Linked DNA regions of Mus musculus: regions 2, 3 and 4 are each linked to region 1. The links are chromatin contacts, called in public HiCAR-type, HiChIP or PLAC-seq and promoter capture Hi-C maps. All regions are on one chromosome and are shown on one strand. Each heading gives the region's core, a stretch centred on a gene start, on an enhancer-like site or on the middle of the called end of the contact. The rest is flanking DNA. Distances are from core to core; before and after follow the strand shown.

Region 1 (6,877 bases), core at 3,030-5,529:
TCCAATACAATTTTTTTACAGACCTTAAAAATGCAATTCTCAACTTCATATGGAAAAACAAAACCCCAGGATACCTAAAACAATCCTGTACAATAAGAGAATTTCTGAAGGCATCACCATCCCTGATTTCAAACTACACTACAGAGCAATACTAATTAAAATGCATGGTATTCACATAAACACAGACAGGCTGATTGATAGAATTGAAGACCCAAAAATAAACCTATATACTTATGAACTATGAATGCTTGATAGTTGACAAAGGAGCCAAAACCTTACATTGGAAAAATGAAAGCATCTTCAACAAATGGTCCTGATTTAACTAGATGTCTGCTTGTAAAAGAATGCAAATAGCCTCAAGTGGTGATTTGAATATGCTTGGCCCATGGTAAGTGGCACTATTAGGATTTTGGCCTTATTGAAAGAAGTATGCCCTTATACAGGAAGTGTTTCACTGTGGGAATGGGGTCTGAGGTCTCTATGCCCAAGTTCCACACAGTGTGGAGAGAGAGTCTCCTCCAGGCTTCCTACAGAAGAGAGTCTTAAATCAAGATAAACTCCAGGCTCCTCCTGCATCATGTCTACCTGCATGCTACCATACTTCCTACCATGATGATAATGGATGGAACTTCAGAAACTGTAAGTCAGCCCCAATAAAATGTTTCCTTTTATGAGAGTTGCCTTGGTCATGATGTCTCTTCGTAGCAATGGAAACACCAATTAAGACAATGCATAGCTATCATCCTGCAAAAAACTCAACTCCAAGTGGATCAAAGACTTCAACATAAAATCAAACACACTAAAAATCTAATAGAAGAGAAAGTGGGGAACTGCCTTGAATACAGTAGACAAATTCCTGAACAGAGCACTAATAGCTCAGGTACTAAGATCAACAATTAATAAGTGGGACCTCATGAAACTGGACAGTTTTTGTAAGGCTAAAGATACCATCAATAGGACAAAATAGAAGCCTACATTATGGGAAAATATCTTTACTAATCCTACATCCAATAGAGGCCTAATATTCAAAATATATATATATATATATATATATATATATATACTCAAGAAATTAGATACCACCAAACCAAATAACCCAATTAAAATTGAGGTACAGAACTCAATAGAGAATTCTCAACAGAGGAATCTTGAATGGCCATGAAACACTTAAACAAATGTTCAATGTCCTTAGTTATCAAAAAAAGCAAATCAAAGACTCCGAGATTCCATCTTATAAGCAGTCAGAATGGCTAAGACCAAAAACTGAAGTGTCAGCACCTGCTGGTGTGGATGTGTAGCAAGGAGAACATGCCTTCATTGCTGGTTGGAGTACAGACTTGTACTACCACTGGAAATCAATTTGGTGGTTTCTCAGAAAACTGGGAATACTTCTACCTCAAGACCTGGCTATCCTACTCCTGGGCATATACCCAAAAGATGCTCCATTATACCACAAGGATCCTTGCTTAACCGTGTTCATAACAGCTTTATTAATCTAGATGCCCCTCAACTGAAGATTGGATTTTAAAAAAATGTAGTACATCTACTATTCAGCTACTAAAAGCAAGAGCATCATGAAAACTGCAGGCAATGGATGAAACTTGAAAAATATTATTCTGAGTGAGGTAACCCAGACCCAGAAAGACATGTACTCACTTATAATTAATTGGACATTAACTGTAAAGTACAGGATACCTATGCTACAATCCACAAAACCAAAGAAACTAACAGGGCATGCCCAAGAAGGAATGCATGAAGAAGAAACAAAATAGTCACTGGAGGTGGATAAAAAAGAGGGAACTGGGTGGGAAAGGAGGTGAAGAGAGCAGTGGAGATGGGGATCAGGTATGGCTGGAGGTAGGCAGGAGAGTGCTGGGCAAAGAAATGGAAATGGTTCTAAGACATCTCTGGGACTAACTATAGACATGGATGGAGGAGGCTTCAGGGAGTCTATGGGGGTGACCCTAGCTGAGGTTCTTTTCTACCAGTGAAGGATATGGAGATTAAAGTGGTCACCTAGTGTGGCCAGGCAGGACTTCTAGTGGAGGGAGGTGGACATCACCCCATCGACAAAATCTTCAACCCAGTTTGTTCTCCCTACAAAAGATGCAGGGATAAAAATGGAGCCGAGTCTGAGGGAACCAATGACTACCCCAACTTGAGACCCAACCCAAATGGGACACAACCCTGACACTATTAGTGAATGCTCAGCTATGCTTGTAGACAGGAGTCACATGCAGATTTAAACAGATGCAGACACCCATAGCCAAACATCAGGAGGAGCTTGGAAGAGTAGGGGATAGGATTGAGCAAGAAAGAAGGATCAAGGATAACACAAGAAGACCTACAGAACCAACAGACCTGGGACCATGGGGGCCCACAGAGACTGAACCACCAACCAAAAAGCATGTAGGGGCTGGACCTATATCCCCTACACATTTGGAGCAGATGAGCAGCTTGGTCTTGATCTGAGTTCCCTAGCAGTTAGAGTGGGGGCTGTCTTTTACTTAGTTGCCTGCCCCTGGATCTCCTTCCCCTAACTGAACTGCCTGGTTGGGCCTCAGTGGGAAAGGACGTGCTTAGTTCTGCTGGGACTGGATGCCCCAGGAAGAGAGGAGGCAACGTGGGGAGGGATTTGTAAAGATGGAATTGGGTGGAGAGGGGGAGGGAGGTTTTGATCAGAATGTAAATTTAATGAATGAATTAATGAATTAATGAAAAAATAATTTTATGGTCGTGAGTCACAAGAACATGAGGAACTGTATTAAAGGCTGGCATTAGAGAAGTTAAGAGGAACTGCCACAGAGGGTTTTGGGGACTCAAGCTAGGATCTCAGACTTTCCTGTAGTTCCATTCAGCCCCACCTAGAGAAAACTGTGTAGGACAGAAAAGCTCAGTACTAGGGCTTACGGATTCAGACAGACGAGGATATGAAGGACACCTCTCTCCAGAGACCTTTACACTTGTCTCTCAGTGTCCCCTGAAGTACACGGAGGGCTGGAGAGATGACTCAGCAGTTGAGTGTGCTATTTTGGAAAACCTGAGTTTGGTTCCCAGCACTCACTTCAGTGGCTGATGACAGCATTTAACATTCATTACCTTCAAGGCCTCCGACATCCTCTTCAGGCCTCTGTGGGGAATCACACACATGTAGCATTTATACTGAGAGACACATACATATACAAAACATAAATAATCCTTAAACTAATAATTAGGGTTCTGAAGAGACGGCTTAGTGGTTTAAACCACTCGTTGCTCTTAAAGAGAACCCAAGTTTAATTTCTAGCACACACGTGGCATCTGAAAAGCATCTAAAACTGTTCTTGGAGATCCAAATCCAGTTCTGGCCTGCACATGCATTTGGTATATACACACATGCAAGCACATACTCATACACATAAAATAAAAATAAACCTTCAAAAAAGTTAAAATAGGAGAGGGCCTGGAAAGGCCCAGTAAAGGTAACTATCTCCAAGCCTGCTGCCCTGAATTCAAACCCTGGGGCCAGCACAGTGGGAAACCTATTCTCAGGAACTATCCTCTGACTTCCACAGGCACACTGGCACACTTGCCAGCCCGCAATAAATAAATATGGATTTAAAACATGGGGAGTGCTCTCCCAAAAGATTGTAAAAGGAAAAAAAAATGAATACGTTTTTTCTTTTTTTTTTCCTTTTTTTTTATTAGATATTTTCTCCATTTACATTTTAAATGCTATCCCGAAAGCCCCCCTATACCCTCCCACCCACCCACCCCGGGGGGGGGGAACCTAAATCTAAATACAGCCTGCACCATGCATTCAGAACATCAAGAACATAACACAGAAAACCTAGAGGGTCTTAAGGTTAGCAGTGTGGTGAAACGCCAACAACACTACCAGTGCTCACATACAGGGAACTGACGTCACCAACATCGAGGCACTCCTCTTGCTGGACAGAGCTCATCAAGTCGTCCCCCCCCCCCCCCAAGGCCCGCAAGGGCGTGGGGGTGGGGAGTAACTCTAAACCCACGGGGAGGGGGAATCCTGATGCCAGTACCAAAAGGCCCGCCCCAACCCCGGTGAGGATGCACCACATCGGATCCACCCCATCTGGGGACAAGGGTCCCTTGCTCACCATAGCGCGGCTTGCAGGCTCACCCGCTCTCTTCACATAATTTGCCTCATAATTTGTCACAGCGGTGCACTTCGTACAGAGCAACGTCTCCAACGCGACTACCTCAGTCTTAGAGCTTGGAAGGTGGCATGGCGGCCAAGAAATCCCGCCTCCCGCTGGCACTCGATTGGACTGCCTACTTGGAAGCTCTGATTGGCTAGCAATGTTTGAGTGATAGCATCCTTAAGCTGCACATGACTGAAGGGACCAGTACTGCTAGTCACTCCCAGCCCTGCCTTCGGCCCTATGTGCGGACCTGAATGAGCTCCAGTGAGATCTACATTTACACAGAACCTGTTTCTTCCTCCCAGAACTGGCTCGGCTGTCTTCTTGCACTTAGTTGGCACTCCTTGCTTCAGAGCACAGGGTCGCTCATGTGCACTGCCCACTACACAATTCTGCTTAAATGCAAATCTCCCTGGATCTGGAACAGGTCTGCACCCTTTAGCGAACACACAACTGGGAAGGAGTGTGGCTCTCCCTACGCCTTTAGCTCTCCTTTCCATCAAAGGGAACGTCTGTCACTCACGCCTCTTTAGCCAATCAAAGCATCGGGACATGCAGTTCCCTCAGAAAGCACGGATAGGAGGCGGGTCTTCCCTGCAGGCGGTGCTCAGTGTTCTGCTTTGCCTCTGAGGGAGAGGTACGCAATGGACAGGAGTGCAGTGCACTGTGGGCCCGCTGTGCGGAGCCATGAGGACAGCGCAGAACCCCGCCGTGGTGAAGCTTATGTAAGCGAGTAGCAGCTTACTGATCCCTGATGGAGTAGGGCAAACGACCGAGTTGGCTGTGGTCATCTTTCCCGGGATAGGGGCGGGTGACAGTGGGACAGCCAGCGTCCAGTAGTTTTCAGAAACCTGAGATTGACCCCTCCTAGTGGCCCCTGGGCAGATCTGTCTGGACGGGCCAGAAGCTTCCATTGAGGACTCTGATGCTGTGCGGGCCCTGCAGCAGTGATGATTTTAGCGGTTCTTATTGCGTATTAAAAAAAAAAAAAAAAAAAAAAAAAAAGACCGAGTCTCATTAAGTAACTTTCACTAGCTAGAACTTGGCATGTAGACCAAGCTGGCCTAGAACTCAATAGATCTGTCTGTCTACGCGTTCTGATTGTTGAATGAAGGCATGGGCAACTACTCTGACTGGAATAGGTGGAGTTTTAGAGTTGGACCATAAGGCAGCTAGTTTCTTTGTGTTTAAGTTTCTGATTATACTGTTTTGTTACTCTGTTCTTTCCCAAGTGTTAGTACACCTTTTTTATTATTGTAATGCTGGGACAAATTCAAAGATTTTTGTCTATGTTTGTGGGTGCAAACATTCATCAGTAATGGTCACTTCCTTGATGATCCGCCCACCAGTTACCTAGCAACAGCCAGGTAAGAGCCTGGCTTGATAAAAAAGCTCGCGCTCTCTCTCTCTCTCTCTCTCTCTCTCTCTCTCTCTCTCTCTCTCTCTCTCTCTCTCTCTCTCCCTCCCTCCCTCCCTCCCTCCCTCCCTCCCTCCCTCTAATGTCCCCAGCCAGCCTCTTCCCCTCTTTCTCTTTTCTTCTGTTCTTCTCTGTCCCCGTCTTCTCTGCCTCTACCGACTTCCCCAGGTTCCAAATAAACTCCCTTTCATACTAAGTTCATCCTATAGCTGATTTCTCAGAGGGAACTCTTTGGCATGGGCCTAGGCAGGCAGGCGCTCCCTTTGGTACCACTGGCTCCATTTTATAAAACACATTAAAATTAATATATGACATCTAGATTATAATTTATTCTTCTCAGATCTCTGACTACATTGACAGCTAAGCTAACTGCAGCTTAACAGCTAGATAGGGCGACCAGCCCCTTACCCCAAGGTAATCCACTACTGTATTAGCTCTTTAGTCAATTCATTAGATAGTTAAGACTACCAGATCGCTTAACAAAAAGGCAGACTGGTTGCCTTGCTCACAGGCTTCATGATAGAAGATATACAAGTTCCAGATGTAATCTTTCCAAGATGTAACCTTCTGCTACTCCCTTATCTAAAAAACTCGGTTTTCAGTGACTGTTCCCCAGTGATCAACCACCTATGTCTCATGGTCAATAGCTGTATAGAAAGATGTAGCTTTATGAAAGGTCTGAGGGTATAAGCTTAACTTATGAGGATCCAAGAAAACATTTGAGGGTAGACAGTGCCTTGAGGTCAATAATTCAAAGATATAAAAGTTGGAGGACATAAAAAAACAAAAACAAAACCTTAGAGCCTGGCAGTGGTGGTGCACGCCTTTAGTCCCAGTACTTGGGAAGCAGAGGCAGGCGGATTTCTGAGTTCGAGGCCAGCCTGGTCTACAAAGTGAGTTCCAGGACAGCCAGGGCTGCACAGAAACCCTGTCTCGAAAACAAGCAAACAAACAAACAAACAAAAACTTAGATGGTGATAGGAAAATTATTTCAGGTACAAAACGCTTCAGATTTCTTCCCCTCACTATATTAAGACTTCAAAAGTTCAGAAGACAGAAAAACCCTGTCTCAAAAATCCAAAATAATAATAATAATAATAATAATAATAAAACTAAGAGAAGGATAGCCAAGAGACTGAAGAAAGGAAACAATGTCAGCTATAACTACTCAAACACAAAGTACAAAGAACATCAAACAAGAGCATCAAAATCAAGAATAAAACATCATTTTTTAAATGGTCACAGACCTTTCAAGAATAACTTAAAGTAATAATAGCTTCAATTTTCAAATCAAATGAAA
Region 2 (6,877 bases), core at 1,782-4,281, 2.2 Mb after region 1:
AGTCAACCTCCGACACAGCCCAGTGCCAGGCCTCTGGTTCCAACTGTGGCCAGCTGGAGGGCCCTGGGATCTGGGTCTCTCATCATTTCTATACCTCAATCTACAAGGCTCTTCACAGGGTCTTCCAGGTTCCTCACGTACCACCGTCTGTCCAGAGAGCAACAGGACCCCAACAGGACATAGCCTTTTTTCATACACACTGGCATCGTTAGGGTTTTACTGCTGTGAACAGACACCATGACCAAGGCAAGCCTTGTGGAGCATGGCAGCATCCAGGCAGACATGGTGCAGGAGGAGCTGAGAGTTCTACATCTTCATCTGAAGGCTGATATCAGAATACTGGCTTCCAGGCAGCTAGGATGAAGGTCTTAAAACCCACACCCACAGTGACATATCTACTCCAACCAAGGCTACACCTACTCCAGTGGGGCCACACCTTCTAATAGTGCCACTCCCTGGGCTGAGCACAGACAAACCATAACATTCCACTCCCTAGCCCCAATTTTTGTTCAAGCCCATGAATCTATGGGGGCCATAAATAGCCATAACATAATATAAAATACATTTAGTCCAACTTCCAATGTCCCCATAGTCTATAACCGTCTACACAATGTTAAAAGTCCAAAGTTCAAGTCTCCTCTGAGATTCTTTCCATCACTTAACTGTAGTCTCCAAAGCAAGACAGGAAACCAACTGGGAAAACTCAAACTCTGCATCTCCATGGCTGATGTCAAAGCAGTCTTCAGATCTGCACTCCTTTTTCACCTTTGTTGACTGCAACAAACTTCTCCTGGGGTGGTTCCACTCCCTGTTAGCCGCTTTCCTCAGCATGTATCCCATGGCTCTGGCATCTCAAACATCTTGGGGTCCTCAAGGCAACTTCAACCTCACAGCTCCTTGTTCCAATGTCTGGGATCCACACGTGATCTTATGGGCTCCTCCAAAGGGTCAGACCTCCAGCTCTGTACTCTGTAGCACTCTAGGCTCTGGCTGATCCACTCTGCTGCTGCTGCTGTTCTTGGTGATCATCCCATGGTACTGGCATCTCCAATACACTGGGGTCTTCTGCTGCAACTAGGCTTCACCAACAGCCTCTCATAGACTCTCTTCATGGTGCCAAGCCTCAACTCCTTTACGTGACCCCTTCAGTCCTGGGTTGTCAACTGCAACTGAGGCTGCACCTTCACCAATGACCTTCCATGGCCTCTCACAGCGCCAAGCCTCAGCTGCTCTCCATGACCCCTTCATGCCTTCAAAACCAGTATCACCTGTGTGACTCTTACACATTACCAAGTACAGCTGCAGCATGAAGTGCATCCTTGGCTATCTCTGGAACACAACTTCTTTGTGCTCTCAGAAAATACTTCTCAGAAGATTTCACCTTAGTGATGGTGGTCTCTTCTTAATCACTGCTAATTTCTTAGCACCAGCTCACCAACATCAATTGTCCCAGTAGTCTCCTCCTCATGACTATGATGCCAGAGCCATATGGCTGGAACTGCCTAGTTCTGCTGCTTTCTAGGGCTGGAACATGGCCCCCTTGTTCTATTACATTATCACTAGCTTTCTGTTTTCCAACTCCCTCACTGCCTAAGCTTGGCTGTCCTGGAACTTGCTCTGTAGATTGACCTTGAACTCAGACATCTGCATGGTTCTGTCTCCTGGGATTAAAGGCTTGTACTACCACACCTGAACCTAAATTTGGCTGGGTGGGATCTTACCCCAAGCTCCACTCCCTTAATTCGATTTAATATCTTTGAACACAGGTTTCAGCTCCGATTCACTTCCTGGTTCCCCTTTAATACTCAAACCATGTATTTTATATTTTTCCTTTCTAAACTTATTCAAAAATGCTCCTGAGACTTAACCAGAGAACAAAGTCTATGATGGGTGTTTCTGAGAATTCCTTTGTCAATGCACCTTAGCCTCAGGCAGACTCTTCAGACAAGGGCAAAAAGCAGCCACAAACTTCACCAAAATATTACAAAAGCAGTCTCTAGGCCACATACTGAAGTTCTTCGCCACTGAAACCTCTTTGGTCAGGTCCGCACAGTTCAAATCACTCAAAGCAACAAGGTCTTCCATATTCCTACTAGGACAGCTCATTAAACCCCACTTAAAGCATCCCACTGCTCTCCAAATCTTCTACACAAAAAGGACCCAGTATGAGCCCTGATGGTGCATGAGTATAATCCCAGACATTTTAGAAGCCAATATAGGAAGATAGCAAATTCAAGGCCACACTGGCCTACACTGGGACCCTGTCTCTATCCTGGCACAGAATTTGTCTAATATGCACAAATCTCCAGGTATTCCATCCTCAATGCCATATATACAGACATATCACACAGATTCAGATCAATCCCCAGACACATAAAGGCAGACGCATACAAGCTAGCCCTGGACCCACCTCCGCAGGTGATGAGCAGTGGAGAAGAGGTAGGGAGGTAATAAGCCACTGCCTTCTCAATAATGGTAGAAGATTCACACAGCCAACGTCCTAGAGAACCCAAGTGACTTAAGGAAATGCTTCGCGACAGCAAAGCCATAGTGCTGGCAGGCGCTCGTACACCTAGATTTGGAGAGTCCGGTTCAAAAACCACAAAGACATGAAAACAGACACACACACCCAAAGGCGTACTCAGAACCCAGCAGAAAACACAGCGCGAGTCCGGGAACGCACTGGCCTAGATGCAGCGACGACTGCTCTTTCCGCAGCACGCCTTGGCCAGGCCACTCTCAAAAGCCTTTCTCGGCCACCCCGGCCCAGGTGCCTGAAAACCCATCAGCCCTGGCAGGACACCAGTGCCTGGCTGGACGGGACCGTCCGGAGGGGCCAGGCGGGAAGGTGCGGTGTGCCAACACTGAGCCCAGGTCAGGACGCCATGCGCTCACCATTTCCGGTTCCTGGACACCAGGGTCCTAATTACGGAGCTTCCCCCAGCAGCGATGGGCACTGACGACAGAAAGAGGCAGAGAATCGCAGATACCAAGCAGAAGCGCCTGACAGATCCCAACCCCGATGGTGGTGGGTGGGTAGTGGTAAGTGGGCGGGGATAAAAAGAACCTTCGTTCAATGCCCGCCCTCCTACTTTCTCAGGGAATCCGATTGGATCCTCCTATAACAGTGCTTTTGATTGGACAGGGATTCAGGCCTTGCCCTCCTGAGTGACAGGAGAAAGGAGCTGTAGGGGTGTCTTTCCAGTGACCAACAAATGCTAGACAGGTCACAGTGTGCTCTCTGAGCCGCCAGCACTCCAATCCCACGGAGTGAAAGTAACTATTCTGCACCCATGTAGAAAGGAATTTGCCTCTGGCGAAGGACTCAATAGTAACTGTGATTTTTGCTTTTGTTTTGTTCTTTTCATTTAATTAGCAGATTTTTCTTGTTTTATTTTTTTGTCGTTTTTACGTCCTATTTATTTATTTGTTTTCGTGGGGTTTCACCTGCCTTGGCACACGTGTAGTGTTCAGAGGACAACTTGTGAGAGTTGTTCTTTCGTTCTACCATGTGAGTCCCACGGATCGCTTTGATGTAGGAGCCTTTACTCACTGAATCATCTCATTGGCCAAGTTTGTTTTCTCAAATTTTCTTTTACTTACATGTGTACATGTGTGGCCAGAGAAGAAGGTTGAAAATCTTCTTCTGTGACACGTGGACTTTATTCTCCTGGGACAAAGCTTCTTGCTTAACCTGGAGGAAAGCTGGCAGCCAGCCCACCCCAGTGGTCCCCAGTCTCTCTATAGCCCTCAACTTTCTTATGTACATGCTAGAGATTCAGACTCAGGGTCTCACACTTGGAGATTCACCCTTACTCTTTAAACCATCCCTCCAGTTTCTTTTTGGCTCAGTATGTTATCGTGACTTGCTGGGAACTCGTTACAGATATGACCTTGAACTGGTAGTAATCTCTATAAAGCCTGAACATTTCTGTGATTAGAGTTAATTTACAGCTAATGTGTTACTCTACCTGATGTCGATTCTGTTTTAATCCATACTCGAGGGCAGCAATAAAATTATATCACACAGACAAGATTACTTCTGAATTCGTTATCTGAAAACACAAATGGTGTTATTTGGCCATGTTGTTCATAAATAACACGGTTTTGTTTATTATTTAAAAGTAAAGCCATAAAGGTGCCTCATTGAGTTTTCCACCAAATTGGATAACATGAGTTCCATTCCTAGAACCCAGATACTATAAGGAGAGAACCAACTCTCAAAAGTTGTCCTCTGACCTCCATATATGCTCTGTGATAGCCATACTGTTTGCTTTTCTGATGCTATGCTTAAACACTGACCAAAAGCAATTCAGGGAGGAAAGGGTTTATTTGGCTTATAACCTAAAGTCTGTCTTTGAGAAAAGTCAGGGCATGTTAGGCACACAAAAGTTCTTGTGCCCACAGAGCATTAGGAAGCCAGGAATGTTAAACACATGGCGTTCTGTCCTCAGTGGAAGAGATAAAAATGCTGTTTTTTTCACCCAGAAGACTAGAAGTGGATATTGTTAATGACCTGGTGACATTTGTGCTGTCTGTGGAGGCAGACCAAACTCACTTTTTGCTAAAGAGGCAGATCTTACCTAAATCCTGCAAGATTTATAACATCTCTCCCTCCATTGCTTCTAATTAATAAAACCCACCCTTAGTGGGGATGCCACATGTATTTTATGGCCTGCTAGCCTCTATGCTATTGAGAGAAGACCACACGAGATTCCTAGGGTATTTAGCTGTAGAACCCATCCCCATGGTTCTATGTACTCTGTAAAGGAGTTTCTATACAGTAAAACCTTCAGCTGTATTGTTCACTTAGATCTGGAATGATTGTTTCCTGGAAGGAAGCTTTTCCCCAAACTACTGTGTTCAAAATACTCTAACAATGAACCACCTAACATTAGACTCGCTGAGTCTGGTCCAGGTTGCTGAAGTCAATGCAAACCATTTTCATTCTCCTCTCTTCATGGGTTGGGTCACCTGCATTCCCAAACAACTCATTCCGCAAGGTGGTGTAATGGCTATTCCTGGTAGTCAACTTGACTATATATCCAGAATTGGAAGGTTCCCCTGTGATCCAGATCTTGAGGCTGGAAGACACAAGTTTCTGATCTGAATCTTAGCATGGGGCATATTGGCTATGAAAAGCTTAGGCCCAGGCAAGGTAGTAAACACCTTTAATCCCAGCAGACTAAGGCAAGGAGATCTCTGAGTTCAAGGTCAGCCTGGGACAAAACAAGTCCCAGATCCAGGCATGGTAGTATACACCTTTAATCTGGCCACACCTTCTGCTGGAGGCCTATTTAAGGACATTGGAAGAAGGAAGATTCACTCTTCTCGCCTGCTTGCATTTACTTGCCAGCACATCTGTTGGAACCTACTTCTACAGAAGACCAGCTGAAACAACTAGCCTCATGGGACTGAGCAACTACTAGATCCTTGGACTTCCCATTCACGGCTGACCATTTTTGGGGTACTTGGACTACAGACTGTAAGTCATCACAGTAAATTCCCTTAATATAGAGAGACATTTCATAAGTTCTGTAACTCTAGAGAATCCTGACTAAATACAGGTGGGGACTCCACTGGGACAGGAGCTTGAAGCAGAAACCTTGGAGAAATGATGCTTACTGGGTTGCTGACCAGATCACAGTCAGCTTACCTTTCTTATACAACCCAGGCCTAGGGATGGTACTACCTATGTTGGGCTGGGCACTTCTAAATTAATTATCATTTTTAAAAGTGCCCCACAGACAAGCTCACAGACTAATTGTGGAATTGTTCCTCTTCCCAGGGGGTGTAAAGCCAACAGCCAAGATTAGCCATCACATACCTTATGCTCACATGCACACACACACACACATTAAATAAGGTGAAAAAAAGCAAAGAAATTATAAGTTCAATGGAAATCAGAAGGGGGGGGGGCTACTTCTGCAAGTGAGAACCAGAGAATGCCATCTCCTTTTTGGTATATGTAATAAATACTTATACACTGAAGACTCAGTGCAGACTCAAGAGGTCCTAGAGTTGTTAATTGATTCACAAATCACTGGTAACAGCACAACTCTAGTGAGTTGCCGGGAGCCTCCCAGCCTGGAGCAAGATGAAATTGGACACAGAGTAGGACTCTGGTGTGGTTTTAAAGACTGATGCTGAAATGATGATACCTTCTAAAAAGTCCGAAAAACTTTCTTGCTCTTTCAGAGGGTAAAAAGCTGCTGGTTTAGGGGATTGAAACTTGTAGCCTAACAGCGGGAGATGAAGTAATGTGGCCTTTGTTCTATCTCAGCAGGAAAGTCGCGGCTCTTAACTTTCAACCTGCTAGTCGAAGTCAAAGGAAGAAAAAGGGACACTTTGAAGTAATTACGGCAGCGAGTGCTATGGAGGCTTATGAGCAGGTTCAGAAGGGCCCCCTAAAGCTGAAAGGCGTGGCGGAGCTTGGTGTGACAAAGCGAAAGAAGAAGAAGGACAAAGACAAGGACAAGGCCAAGATTCTGGAGGCCATGGGGACGAGCAAGAAGAGTGAGGAGGAGGAGAAGAGGCGCTGCCTGGACAAGCGCACACCGGCGCAGGCAGCCTTCGAAAAGATGCAGGAGAAGCGGCAAATGGAAAGAATCTTGAAGAAGGCGTCAAAAACCCACAAGCAGAGAGTGGAGGACTTCAACCGACACCTGGATACACTCACTGAGCACTATGACATCCCCAAAGTCAGCTGGACCAAGTAACCTGTCCCTGGTGCAAAAGGCAGAAGGCCAGACTGGCTGTGTTGCTTCCCTCCGTGTTTTCTAGAATGTTTTACACCTGGCCGGTGCATCTGCTAAGGCCAGGCTTTCTGAAACTTGATTAAAGTTAGGCTGTCCTTTCACTGAGTTTTGGTTCTCGG
Region 3 (6,877 bases), core at 1,396-3,895, 2.1 Mb after region 1:
GCCCCAATTAAATGTTGTCCTTATAAGAGTTGCCTTGGTCATGGTGTCTGTTCACAGCAGTAAAACCCTAACTAAGACAATACCTAAAACCCCATGGGGTTGGAGAGGCTCATGGGTTAAGAATCTTTGGCTCTCTTGCAAAAGATCTGAATTAAGTTCCCAGAATCCACATGTAAGCCAGATACTAACTTTGATTCCAGGGGATCTATACAGACAGACATTCAGGCATATATTCATAAACATAAAATCTTAAAAATACAAAACCTTAAAAAAAACAGGGACAAGGTGATATTGAGCAGAAAAATATAATTTTGTCTTTGACCACAGAAAATCCCCAGCCCCAACAAAAATTCAAGGAAAAAAAAAGCACTTGAAAGGCAAAGGCAGGCAGATCTAAAAAGTTCCAGAGCTACAGGCTGAGATCCTGTCTCAATTTAGAAAAAAGAAAAAAGGAAAAAAAAATGCAAAATTACTCAATTAATGACCTATCATTTTCCTGCATATCAGCACTGAACATCTGATTATATCATTTAAAAGCATCATTTATATAGCACCAAAGATAAAAGGAGTTAGAAATACATATGACTTTAATAACGATCTATAAACACAAACTTTAAATTATTAATTGAAAAGTTAAATGAGCGCAAAGATTCCAATTGTGGACCAAAAGCTTTAAAATTATGTTACTTCTCAAATTAAACTATAAACTCAACACAGAACTCAAGAGACCTCAAGAGATAGTTCAGCATGTTAAAGGTGTTTGGTGCCAAATCTGAATTCCTGAGTTTGACACCTGGGGTCCATACAACGTAAGAACCGATTCCTGAAAGTTGTCTTCAGATGTTCACACATGCTTGGTAGTGTGCCCACCAGTCTACACACACAAACACATATATACGCCATTTTTTTTTTAGAGATTTGTAGATTCAACACAATCTAAAAAAGAAGTTCTAGCTACTTAATAACAAATCTAATTCTATCGGTTGTATGCAAAGTCTAAAGCAGTGGTTCCCAACCTTCCTAGTGCTGCAACCCTTTGACACAGTTCTTCGTGTTGTGGTGACCCCCAACTGTAAAATTATTTTGTTGCTACTTCATAACCGTAATTTTGTTACTTGTATGAGTCATAATGTAAATATCTGATATGTAGCATGTGTGATATAAGACCCCTGGGTCTTTTGACCTCGCAAAGTGAAATTGAACACAGGATGAGAAAACTGCAGTGTTAAAGAGAAAGCTAAGTGGTTAAGAAATCTTGTTCTAGCAAGGGATTCCCCATTGGGTTCTCAGCACCCGTGGGGTTCACAAACATCAACTCAAGCTCAAGGGACTTACCGCCATCTTCTCCCCTCCGAGGGAACTAGGCATTATGTAATATGCATACAAAACATTCAAACATATAAAATACATAAATCTTAAAAATAAAGATTGTGCGGGAAGGGAAAACACATGAGACTGGTAAGTAGCACAGTTGGTATAGAGCCTTCTGAGGAGCAGGAAGAAGCCTTGGGTTCCTTTTGAAGCACTACATAAAGACAGAAATGGCTGACACATATCTTTAGTCTTTAATCGGGTGGTATTGCAGGTCTAGTTTCTCTGCGTTATCTTTAAGAGGTTCCGTACTTCGAGTTTCTTTCACTTTTTGAATTACACTCACTCTTGCGGTGAGTGAAAAAAGAAAGATCAGAAGTTCAAAGTTAACCCTCGGTAACACAGCGAGTTTAAGCATAGACTGAGTCATGAGTGTCTATCTCTAAAGAAAACAGTCAGCACACTAGAATAGGTCACACACACACACACACACACACACACACACACACGCGCGCGCGCGCACTATCATCTGACTGTAAAACTTTGTTTAAACTACAATAATAAAAGCAATCTACTCTGGAGAATGTTCTCAGCCCAGCATCTTTAATCAAAGCATTCCGGAGGCAGAGGCAGGATATCTGTGAGTGCATGCAAGGCCAGCCTGGTCTACAAAGAGAGCTCCGGAGGGAGCCAGGACTTCGTAGAGAGACCCTATTTCAAAAGCCAAAACAAATGTCCTATTTCACAATAAAAAGATAAAGAGAAAATTAGGAAATAAAGGTAAAAGAATACAGTTAGCTGTTTTTGACAAAGAAACAAAGAAAACTCAAGGAATTCCCTTCATTAATAAATATTAGTGAGCCACCTTAACATCTATATGTAAGAAATTAATAAAGGACTTTATAACTGTCACGAAAATTAACTCTAAGTGTATTCTAAACCTAAATAATGAAATGCGAAGTACAGAACCTCTTAAAGATAACTGAGACGAACTGGACTCACAACACTGCCTAAGAGCCCGTAACAAAGTGACGTCACCCGAAAAGGCGAGAGGGGCGGAGCCTCCTGCCACCGCGCTCTGCGCTCTACGCAAGCGCGGCCCGAGGGGCGGAGCTGACCAGAGCCGGGGCCCAGAACAGCGCTTCCGCTCCAGCCGCAAGGAGGCTCCACCAGACGGCCTCCCGGGGCTCAGCCCGCCTCTCCTCCCCGTCTGAGGACAGCAGCCCCTTGCTCACCATGGCGCGGCTTCCGATCTCGACTGCACTCTCCCCACAGGTCCTGGCAGCGGAGCTCGCAAGCGCGGCTCAAGTGGCACCTCGCTCAGCCTTAAAGGGGAACCCGGAGCATGGCGGCGAAAAACCCGCCTCTCGCCGCTCGGCAGCGCCCTTTATTGGACAGCTGGTCTGGCTGCTCTGAATGGCTAGCAAGGCCGGAGTGACAGGAGAGAGTGGAAGCGAAGAGACAAAGGCAGCCCAGCGGGTCCTTGTGGCCCGTGGCTTGTCCCCCGAGTACACACGTGAAGGAGTTTTCCTTTTAGGAACTTACTCCTGCCTTCCAGAGCTGGACCTGCCGTCTAGAGTCGTGCGTTCGCACTGTCCACTACACGCAATGGCTAGTATAGGGATCGCCGTGAATTTTTATACAAAAGGTTAATTTAAAAATTTTAATTGCATGTATTTAGTTAAAAGAAAAGTGTGGCAGAAGAACATGTGTCCCACAGAGCATGAGTGGAAGTTAAAGGGCAATTAGCTAGAGTTGATGGCCCCTTTGCACCTTATGGGTCCTGGGGATCGAACTCAATTCATAGGGTTTAGAAGCAAGCACCTTTACTCGCTGAGCCATTTCGCTTTTCCAAAAGTTGATTAAAAAAAAAAATTTAAGCGCAACTGTTATTTACTTTTGAAAGGGAGGTGGGGATAAAGAGACTGCCAAATTTAGAGACCAGTCTAGCTAGGTCCTGTAATCCCAGTACATGGGAGGCTGAGGCAGGAAAATCAGGCATCTGACAAGGCTACAGACTGGATTCAAGGCCAGTCTCAGAACAGAAACACACACAACACAGAAACACTCTGTAATACAATGCTTCCATAGCATGGTTGAAACCAGAGGTTGAATCTTGGGTACCCACCTCAAACTTGAAGGCAAAAAACTAATTACAGAAATAAATAAAAGGGCTGGAGGATAGGAGGTTAAAGAGTGTGTATTGCTCTTCCAGAGAACCTTAGTTCTCTTCCCAAGCTCACACATCTGTCAACTCACAACTGCCTGTAAATTCAGTTTCAGAGGAACTCATGCCTTCTACTTTTGCCCATGAAATAAAATGAAATCTAATAAGATACTTATCAATTGATACTGAGAGGTAAGAATGTGGGTTCATGGGCTGTGATGGCGCATCCCTTTAATCCCAGCGTTCCTGAGGCAGAGGCAGGTGGATCTCTGTGAGTACAAGGCCAACTTGGTTTATTTCAGCTGCCAACAAACTAATGCCAAGAAAATGAAGCTGGGCTTGGGGGCAAGGGACTGTAACCTCAGAACTTCAAAGACTGAGGCAGAGCTGGCCTGAGCTATGGAAATACCCTAAACTAAAATTGTTCAAACATCTCAAACATACTCCACCTATCATATAATAAGCACTTGATAAATGTCTACAGAAAGTAAATTTTAAGTATCAAAAAAAAATTGTAAATACCCAGGAAGCTCCCAGAGACTGAACCAGGAGCATACGTGGGCCGACTCGAGGCCCCTGGCACATATATAGCAGATATATATTCCCAGTGGGAGAAAATGTGCTTAATCCTCAAGAGACTTGAGGCCCCAGGGAAGAGGGAGGCTTGGTTGGTGGGGGGAGCACACTTGTGGAGACAAGGAGGAGGAGGAATGGGATGAGGAACTGTGGGGAAGGGCATGGGGGGGGGTGACTGGAACGTAAATAAATAAAATTATTAAAAATTTATAAAAATATTAAATTACTCTGCAGGATGACAGAATGTTTTGGAATCAGAGCATTGATGGCTGCATGATATAATATCAACAATCAACCCAACAGTTTAGAATTCTATGCATGAATTCTAACCCAAGAGGTAAAAAACTGTAATGAACCCCAAGATTGTATTATTTACTGGTGGGAAAAAAATTCCTATTTCTAGTTGTGGTGTGGCTTAGCCCTTAGCACAGACCTTTAATCCGTCTGGGTGGATACAAACATGCCCTTAGCACACATGTTGAATCCCAAGCAATAAAGGTAAAGTTAGTTTGTAGAAGGAAGCACCCATGTTGGAGAGTGATGTCTAATTGACTATCAGACAGAATGACACATCAGAGAAATATCTGACAGAATAGGATGTGCCCAACTATCACAAGAGAGATGAAAGGGAAACTAAGAAAAAGCAGTGCAGAGAGAGGGAGAAGGCAGTTTTACTGGAAGAGTTTTATAGAGACAGTTTAAAGAGAGAAAAAGCTAAACACAAAACAAGCCAGAGAATGAGAAGGAGCCAGAAGATTAGAACAGGTTGCTAAGAGTTAGTATGAAGCCAAGCAGAGCAATTCAGTCAGAGGCCAAGAAAAAAGACAGTTTGAATCAGTCAGCTTGGAGAGGTGTTATGAGCCAGAACAGCTGAGCTGAACCAGCCAGCCAGAGTTCAGAAAGAACAAGAAAGTGTGAGCTTATTCAGCAGCAAGTCTCAGAGGCTGAAAACATTCTAGGCCTAGATAAATTGTATGGAGGCTAGAGGCTTCCAGGACTAGGCTTAGGTTAGCAGATGGAGGCAGTCAGCCTCAGAGATGACAATTAATACAGATGAATATTGTCACTTTAACTCCATGGTAATCTTATAATCATGGATTTGTTATAACTAAATTTAATGTACATTAGAAAATTGGACTATAAAATAACAATGTAGGCTATACTAGAAAATAAGATCACTTTTGAGCTGTTTTAAATAGTACCTGTCAGGTTTTGGCGAAGCACGCCTGTAGTTCCAGCTACTGGGGAAGCTGAGGCAAAGACAGCCACTGTGAAGCACATGTTGTTCTACCTTACGTGCTTCAAGAAAAACAAATCAGAGCAGCAGCGGTCGCCATCTTGGTTCCGGGACTCAGCAGAATTTAGGAAATTAGTCTGAACAGGTTAGAGGGTGCGCCAGAGAACCGGACAGCTTCTGGGACGGGCAGAAGCACAGAGCCGCTGAGGCAGCAGCCTGGGCGGGCCGCAGATAACCGGCCACCATCCGGACCAGAGGACAGGTGTCCGCCTGGCTCGGGAGACGGCCTCAGCCTCAGCAGCAGTGGTCGCCATCTGGGTTCCGGGACTCCGCGGGACCTAGGAAATTAGTCTGAACAGGTTAGAGGGTGCACCAGAGAACCGGACAGCTTCTGGGACGGGCGGAAGCACAGAGCCGCTGAGGCAGCAGCCTGGGCGGGCCGCAGATAACCGGCCACCATCCGGACCAGAGGACAGGTGTCCGCCTGGCTCGGGAGACGGCCTCGGCCTCAGGAGCAGCGGTCACCATTTTGGTTCCAGGACTCCCTGGAACTTAGGATTTTAGTCTGCACAGGTGAGAGTCTGCACCACAGAAGCTGACAGCTTCTGGGAACTGCCAAAGCAACACAGCTTCTGAGAGAGGCCCTGTTTTGGGCCTTCTTCTTCGACCAGGAGGAGGTCCAAAAACAAGATATCTGCGCACCTTCCCTGTAAGAGAGCTTGCCAGCAGAGAGTGCTCTGAGCACTGAAACTCAGAGGAGAGAATCTGTCTCCCAGGTCTGCTGAGAGACGGTAACAGAATCACCAGAAGAACAATCTCTAAACAGAGTCAACTATAACTACTAACTCCAGAGATTACCAGATGGCGAAAGGTAAACGTAGGAATCCTACTAACAGGAACCAAGACCACTCACCATCATCAGAACCCAGTACTCCCACTTCGCCCAGTCCAGGGCACCCCAACTCACCCGAAAACCTAGACCTAGATTTAAAAGCATATCTCATGATGATGGTAGAGGACATCAAGAAGGACTTTAATAAATCACTTAAAGAAATACAGGAGAACACTGCTAAAGAGTTACAAGTCCTTAAAGAAAAACAGGAAAACACAATCAAACAGGTAGAAGTCCTTACAGAAAAAGAGGAAAAAACATACAAACAGGTGATGGAAATGAACAAAACCATACTAGACCTAAAAAGGGAAGTAGAAACAATAAAGAAAACTCAAAGTGAGGCAACACTGGAGATAGAAACCCTAGGAAAGAAATCTGGAACCATAGATGCCAGCATCAGCAACAGAATACAAGAGATGGAAGAGAGAATCTCAGGTGCAGAAGACTCCATAGAGAACATCGGCACAACAATCAAAGAAAATGGAAAATGCAAAAAGATCCTAACTCAAAATATCCAGGAAATCCAGGACACAATGAGAAGACCAAACCTACGGATAATAGGAGTGGATGAGAATGAAGATTTTCAACTCAAAGGACCAGCAAACATCTTCAACAAAATTATTGAAGAAAACTTCCCAAATATAAAGAAAGAGATACCTATGAACATACAAGAAGCCTACAGAACTCCAAATAG
Region 4 (6,877 bases), core at 1,504-4,003, 2.0 Mb before region 1:
AATGGAATTGTGTCTGTTTTAGGAAATGGAGCACAGTTTTGCAGTCACTCTTGCTACAGTCTCAATCATAGACAACTTCCAGAGCTGACCAGATCCCGGAAGAGCTTGCTACTCGGAAGCAGAGGGCTCCAGATGTTTGGATTTTAGTAGGGGAGGTAAGATACTGGAACCCCGCATGAGGTCCTGATTGCTTCCCCTGGAAGGCATAGTGGCCTCTTCTAGGCACACAGAAGCTGCGTGCATCTCCTCTACATCACCAGCTGTAATGAATCAGTAAAATCTCTCCAAGCTCAGGCCTCTCCCCCAGACCACCTCATCTCCAGCGTGGACTACCCGGGAGCATCCCGCCTTTCAGAACAGGTCAGGCTGTCCCTGGGATTTACCACAATGACCAGAATGATCTGGCAAATATTTGTTTACTGTCAGGAACTTCCATGAGGTCAGGACCGGTACCACTGAGCACTGCATCTCAACTCCGACCTCCCTGATTCCTTTCACCGAATGGTGTCCTGCAGTGGAGCTCAGGTCTGTCCTTCCAGATGCTCAGACTAGAAGCCCTGAGGTCTAGGACCACTCTGGTCACTCATCCTGTGTGGGGCTCAAAATTCAAAGTCCAGTCTTGACTTGTTCTCCAAAGGTCCCTAGTCCATCCTCAGAACTCATGCTCAGATCCCCTAAAAGGATACAGCCAATCCTTCTGTGGCCTCAGATGCCAGACACTTCCCACCTACTCCATGGCCAGGGCTGCAGTAGAATTCTAGTAACTCGTCAGGAGTGGTAACGCACGCCTTTAATCCCAGCACTTGGGAGGCAGAGGCAGGCGGATTTCTGAGCTCAAGGCCAGCCTGGTCTACAAAGTGAGCTCCAGGACAGCCAGGGCTATACAGAGAAACCCTGCCTCGAAAAACCAAAAAAAAAAAAAAAAAAAGAATTCTAGTAAATCGCTGTATCTAGGGTAAACTTTAGAATGAAATGGTTGTCTTTCAGTGTACCAAGAATAGACATCAAAATGAATTGTTCTCTAGAAGTACTTTGACCTTGAAGACGTCATCGCAGAAGACGTAGATCATTTTCTATTGTCTATGAAGTTGTTTTCTGAAGGAGCTTTAGGGCCTTGGCATGACTTGGTACAAGACAGTCCTGATACATATGCGATGTCTTGCATTATTGAGTACAGCAAACAGTCCACAAGAGGGACCAAAGTTTCAGGGGTGTGATGTTTCCTTTGATGAGGAGTTTTGGTTTGAGAAACTTTTTAACCCCCCCCCCCAAAAAAAACAACTTTTGTGAAGAAAAAAAAAGACTACCTCCACCTAAATCTTCACATATTATTTAACTATGCAACCTAATTCTTATTTTATTTTAAAAGTTTTTCTGCTGCCCAGAAGTACCTGTCCTAAAGGAGACACAACCTAAAGTAAACGCTAAATAAAAAGAAAGAGCCTGACGTTCAGTTCATTGAGGCTGGACCTCCTTGCTGCCTTGGAGCCCGATTACATTCTAAGGTGACCCTCATTGTTTGATTATCCTGCACAACTCAGAACACTGGCACAGCCTGCTTGTCTGGGTCACTGGTCTCTGCCTTGGCCTCCCCTCCTTCACGACAATTTGCATATAACAACCTGCAGATCCAGCCCAGTTACCTTTTTGACAGGTCCGTGAATGATGCTTGGGAGGCCCCGTGGCTCCTTTCCAGAATGCTCTCAAGTATCCCAGGAACACTCCTTTCCTCTGGCCCAAAGAGTTCTTTCTGATCACTGAACCCAGCAAGCAGCCCTCAAGACTCCCCTAACTCTCCTGGCTGAGCACTGCCCCTTGAACTATCCTCCTCAGCCTTTGTTTCTCCCCTTCCTCTCGCCCGGATTAGGTTCACACCAGTCTCTCCTCACTTCTCCTCACGCCCTGCCCAGCAAGCCCTAGAATCATCAGGCTCAGAGGTGCCTCCAGGCTTGACCTCCTAACGACCCACTTAGGATCCTTGCAGGGCACCTTTCAAGTGCTCCCCAAATCTGTCCCTTCTGCCTGGCTTATCTGTCTCCTGAGAGTGCCCACCACCTTCTACCCCCGCATTTATGCAGAATGGCGTGTAAATACACTCTCTGTTCTCAGTCATCTAATCCTGTGAGGGGGTTGCTATTGTAAGGAGTAGCTTACAGACACACGCAGAAACAGAAAAGGGGGATACCACATCAGTAGTAGCCCTGAGATCATGGAGGGAACCTGGTTGATAGATATATCAGTAGTCTTTAGCTGACGGAGCGAACAGGGCTTATGCTAATTAAGTAAGTATCTGGGATGATGGGGGAAAGAATTGTGTACAGACTGGCGGCAAACCCCCGAGGTAATAACAGGCGTGGTGGTGCACGCCTTTAATCCCAACACTCAAGAGGAAGTGGCAGTTGAATTTCTGCAAGTTCCAGGCTAGCCTGATCTACAAAACAAATTTCAGGGGTGCCTCCGGGTGGCCAACTCTCCTAAAGGGCAGAAGAGGCGTCACCAGAACATATTTAACAGGGGCAAGAGAAGGCAGATGATCTGTTACCACCAAATGAACAAAGCGGCCTGGCAAGAGACCAGACTAGGAGATCCTGGCCAGAACGCGAGTTGACAATCATAAAAGCGAGTGCCAAATCTCTAGAAAGACCTTCAGCTCTCCCGTGGCACCATGGCCCCAAGCCCGTAGGAACCGGAGGAAGAGGAACACTAACCTGAGTGGAACGAGCTGAGTACTCTGCCTGCCACGCGGAAGCCTGGAGCGGAAAAATGCCCTGGGACTACAATTCCCATAAGGCCTTGAACTGCTTTGCCTACGACTTCCAGAATGCAACAGCTCCAGACGCGGGCCTGTAACTCTACAGCAGCTTGGACTCCAATTCCCAGAAACACTTGAGAGTACAGCTTTCCTTCTGCCAAATGCCTCCCCACGGGCCGACTCTGTAGGGCGCACACCAGGGCCTGGGAACCGAGCCCAGAATCCTGATGTTGTCCGGCAACGCGAGGTCACCAGAAGGGAAGTTGAAATCAGAAGTGGTTGAAATCAGAATGGCTGCAGTATAATTTCCTAGTTTTGTGGACTATCATATACTTCTGCTACTTGCTTGCTTCTCAGTCTCTGTTACTGTTTCCCCCTCCCTCTTCTCTGTGTCTCTCTCCCTTGCTCTCTCTTTCTTTGATTCTCTCCCCAGGATCTTACCATGTAGCCTAGGCTGTCCTGGAGGAACTAGCCATATAGACCAGGCTGGCCTTGAACTCAGAGACCCACCTGCATCTGCCTCCAGAGTGCTAAGATAAAAGGTGTATGCAATCTTGCCCCTTTCTGTCTTCCTTCCTTCCTTCCTTCCTTCCTTCCTTCCTTCCTTCCTTCCTTCCTTCCTTCCTTTCTCACAAAGGTGGAAGGAGTCCAGATGACACACAGCTATGTAAGCTATTGTAATACACATCAGTAAATTGTCGTCTTGTACTGTTTAAGGTCACCGGGAACCTGGCGTCCCAGCCCGACTTTAGACCCAAGCATTTTGTCTTAAAGCGTTCTCCAAGACCGCTTCCTCAGTCACCAGCCGGCTTCCTGGTCCTGTGAGAAAGTGAAAGAGAACAGCCAAATAAAGTGGAAACGCTACTTCCTTAAGAACAGGAGAGTAAGTTCTTAGAAGAAAAATAGTGTATCCTTGAACACAGATAGGATGGGACCCATTCCCAGAGACCTCTGCTACTTCTCATCCCATAGGACATCTGTGGTGGGAATGGTTAGTTGGGAGTCTGTCTTCCTGGGATCCTCTTCTTCAGCCTCCTGCAGACTGTGTGTGGTTCCCAGCTTCCCCAGTCTGTTTCTACTGGATGTTTGTTTCATGTCTGACCTGGTGCCCCATTATCTTTCTGCAGTTTGCTGTTTATGCACTTGAAATGAAAAGCATTCCTACTGTGGATCATTCTCCAGTTTCAGACAGCTTTCTACCGACGAACCACACTCCAGCCCCTCACTAGGGGATTCTAGGTAGGGACTCGATTATTGAGCCACTTACTACCCAGGAACTTACTGGGAAATTCTAGGCAGGGGTTTTAACACTGTGCCACACCCTAGCCTCTCATTAGGGGATTCTAAGTGGATGCTCTATTACTAAGCTAGGTATATTCCCAGCACCTCATTGGAGAAACTCTAGGCAGAGGTTTTAATAGTGAGCCATGCCCCAACTCCTCAGTATTGGTATTAGGTAAGCACTCTAATACTGAGCTATAGCCCCAGAATGCACCACTTCTATGCTTTTTAAATTTAAACAGGGTCTCGCCATGTGGCCAGTGCAGTCCTCAAACTTATAATCCTTTGCCTCGGTCCTCCAAGTAGCTGGAATTACGGCCCTGAGCTACCAGCCTGGGTTCAGCTCCGTGGTTCTCAACCTTCTTAATTTTGCAACTCTTTCACACAGTTCCTCATGTTGTGGTGACCCCAGTCATAAAATTATTTTTGTTGCAACCTCATAATTGTAATTTTGCTGCTCTTATGACTCATAATGTGTGTATCTGTGTTTTCCAATGGTCTTAAGCAACTCCTGTGACCCCAAAAGGGTCACAGCCTACAGCATGAGAACTGCTGACCTAGGCTATGGGAATAGTGCTTCAGCACCACAGATAGAGCGAGCTTAGATAGATAGAGCGAGCTTAGATAGAGCAAGCTTAGAGCGAGCCCACTTGTCTGGCCTGTCTACTCTGTCCTGTGGTCCTTATGTGCCAAGCCCCTCTTCATCAGCATCCCAGACAAATTGATTCCAGCTAAGTAAGGGAAGAAGGAGAAAGACTTCACCACACTGCAGAGAATCAAGGACCAACGCAGACATCTGGTTGGTCCCCTCCACAGCCCTAAAGAAATGTGTGACCAAGTCCTGGGCAGGCAGTTTTCTGGGGTCGGTGTTGTTGTGTAAAATGGAGAAACTTCCAGGTCTGGGGCTCAGGGGGGAGCACACTAAGAGGTCCAGAGGACTAGGGATTCCTAGGAGAGCTCATGAGTTGGCGAACTTAAGTCTCAGTTGTTCTGAGTTCTTGAGTGAGGAGAGAAAGAAAGGAGTCCAGGCCCCACCTTTCTGGTTGAGTTTATGGCTTCGTGTCCTAATTTGCTTCCCTGCTGCTGTGATAAAACACTGACCGGAACTAATTTGCATTTATTTTAGCTTAGAGAGCACAGTCCATCGTTAAGGGAAGCCATGGGAGGAGCTCAAGTCAGGAGCTTGAAGCAGAAACCTTGGAGGAACTCTACTTACTTACTTCCTGGCTCACATTTAACTGCTTTCATAATACTAGGAGGACCACCTTCCCAGGAGTGGTGCCATGGGAGGTCCACCTTCCCAGGAGTGGTGCCATGGGAGGTCCACCTTCCCAGGAGTGGTGCCATCTACAGTGTGCTGGGTCCTCCCATATCAGTCAGCAATCAATAAGATCTCACATAGGCCAATGGGATTGAGGCAATTTCTCAATTGAGGCAATTTCCTTCTTTTTACGTTGTCTTAGGGTTTCTGTCACCTTTCCCCAGTGACACATTTACTCCGACAAGACCACACCTCCCAGTAGTGCCAGTCCCTATGAGCCTATGAGGCCGTTTTCATTCACAGGGCCACAGAGGTCTTACCTTTCTGTATTAGTCACGGTCCCCGTGGGCTGCGGCTTTGCTCATCTTTTGCTAAGCATCAGAGCTTATTTGTGTCTTAAGAGATGTGAATCAACAAGGCCACACTGGCTTCACTGCACCCTCAGTTTTGTTCTGGGCTCTTTCAGGACGTGACACTTGAGAGGGCAACCTTTGCTGGGGCGGGATGGCTGACCTCAAGCACTCACCCACACAGGCCACTCTCCATAAGAGAGCCAAGAATTCCTCAGGTTTCTAGAAGCCCCATAAATCTATGAGTTGAGGATTGAGGTTGAGCTATTGGGGCCTCAGAGCCTTTTAAAAGGCACACATTTTAAAAACCCAGGCATGGTAGCATGCACTTGTAATTCCAGACTCACCGGTAGGGGGTGGGAAGAGACAGACAGACAGAGGACTCCCCCGCCCCTGATTTACTGGTTAGCCAGTTAACTTACTGTTAAAGCTTATGTCTACCCGAGAAGCCCCAGATTAGTGAGGTTGTCCTCTGACCTCCACATGCATGCAAACATGAGGTGACTCTTCCTACATGAATGTACCCTTCACACACATACATGATCATAGGCTCAATTCATATTTTAGGTTGGGGTCTGGGAACCACCACGCAAACCACTCAGACAATGATCTCGGTCAAACGGGGATACTTTATTAGATGGCACACCCCAAGACTGATCAATCAGGGCCATAGATCAGACTTGGGAGGTGGCTGTGACATTGAGTTAGGATCCTATAGGGTTTTTAAGCCTAAAATCCACAAACATTTGTGCCAAGTTAATTCACAAGTCAGGATGTAGGGGACTTCCTCAGGAACATGTCTTGCTTATACACGTAATGCTGCTCCCATTCGTAGGGGTATTCAACTGTGGTGAGGATTTGCCTTGCCTAACATTCATGTTCTAACTTGCCTACTAGCATGTCAGTTACCCGTGCAATATGTCTCTTTCTGCCAAATACAATGTCAGTTCCCAAGGAGGTCTTGGGAACTTAAACTTTACTCCACTCAAAATGGAAGTCTTACTCCAAATAGCTTTTTATATTGGTGCAGGTGTCTCTCTTATGTTGGGGTCCATTCCGAGGGTGGCTTATAAAAAGGGAAAAATCATAAAAGCTCAGACACAGGTGCAGGAAGTGCTGCCTGGCCATTGGTTCTGGTCCAGACTTCTTGGGGCTAACTATACAAAGCAGTTCTAGATGACTTTTATTATGATGGGAAAACACCAAAGCATAGACTATAACAAGATATGTAAT

Evidence for each region. Promoter capture Hi-C pulls out the DNA fragments that hold promoters and counts their contacts. HiCAR-type assays count read pairs that join an accessible place to other places. HiChIP or PLAC-seq counts read pairs in DNA pulled down with a chosen protein or histone mark.
Region 2: a HiCAR-type map of astrocytes shows a contact between it and region 1, with 6 times the contacts expected there. The contact joins the promoter of Zfp939 here to the promoter of Zfp788 in region 1. A contact is called at or near these places in 8 of 39 promoter capture datasets (the 3T3-L1 cell line, cranial neural crest, frontonasal cranial neural crest and 4 more), 3 of 484 Hi-C or Micro-C datasets (cortical neurons, rod photoreceptor and uterus), 1 of 115 datasets of contacts at active chromatin or transcription factors (astrocytes) and 1 of 9 other capture datasets (adipose tissue).
Region 3: a contact with region 1 is called in a promoter capture Hi-C map of pre-B cells, with 14 times the contacts expected there. The contact joins the promoter of Zfp619 here to the promoter of Zfp788 in region 1. A contact is called at or near these places in 6 of 39 promoter capture datasets (cranial neural crest, embryonic stem cells, hippocampal neurons and 2 more), 5 of 484 Hi-C or Micro-C datasets (CD4 T cells, double positive thymocytes, muscle stem cells and 2 more), 3 of 115 datasets of contacts at active chromatin or transcription factors (Th17 cells, regulatory T cells and thymic regulatory T cells) and 2 of 9 other capture datasets (adipose tissue and liver).
Region 4: a contact with region 1 is called in an H3K27ac HiChIP or PLAC-seq map of thymic regulatory T cells, with 8 times the contacts expected there. The contact joins the promoter of Ctu1 here to the promoter of Zfp788 in region 1. A contact is called at or near these places in 3 of 115 datasets of contacts at active chromatin or transcription factors (extraembryonic endoderm stem cells, pro-B cells and thymic regulatory T cells) and 1 of 9 other capture datasets (adipose tissue).

What each region holds. Positions count from the first base shown.
Region 1 is chr7:41,630,933-41,637,809 of GRCm38.p6, reverse strand. Zfp788 (zinc finger protein 788) reads right to left here and starts at 4,279. Exons shown (of 6, transcript NM_023363.3): 1 at 4,116-4,279; 2 at 3,100-3,130. It overlaps Gm51480 (a long non-coding RNA gene), which reads left to right and starts at 4,797. Exons shown (of 3, transcript XR_003946761.1): 1 at 4,797-4,885.
Region 2 is chr7:39,445,672-39,452,548 of GRCm38.p6, reverse strand. Zfp939 (zinc finger protein 939) reads right to left here and starts at 3,031. Exons shown (of 6, transcript NM_001243021.1): 1 at 2,896-3,031. The coding sequence starts at 2,898. It also overlaps the pseudogene Gm5590.
Region 3 is chr7:39,513,534-39,520,410 of GRCm38.p6, reverse strand. It overlaps Zfp619 (zinc finger protein 619), which reads right to left and starts at 2,645. Exons shown (of 4, transcript NM_001004139.2): 1 at 2,547-2,645. The coding sequence starts at 2,549.
Region 4 is chr7:43,667,907-43,674,783 of GRCm38.p6, reverse strand. Ctu1 (cytosolic thiouridylase subunit 1) reads right to left here and starts at 2,753. Exons shown (of 3, transcript NM_145582.1): 1 at 2,709-2,753. It also overlaps a transcript of Siglece not described here.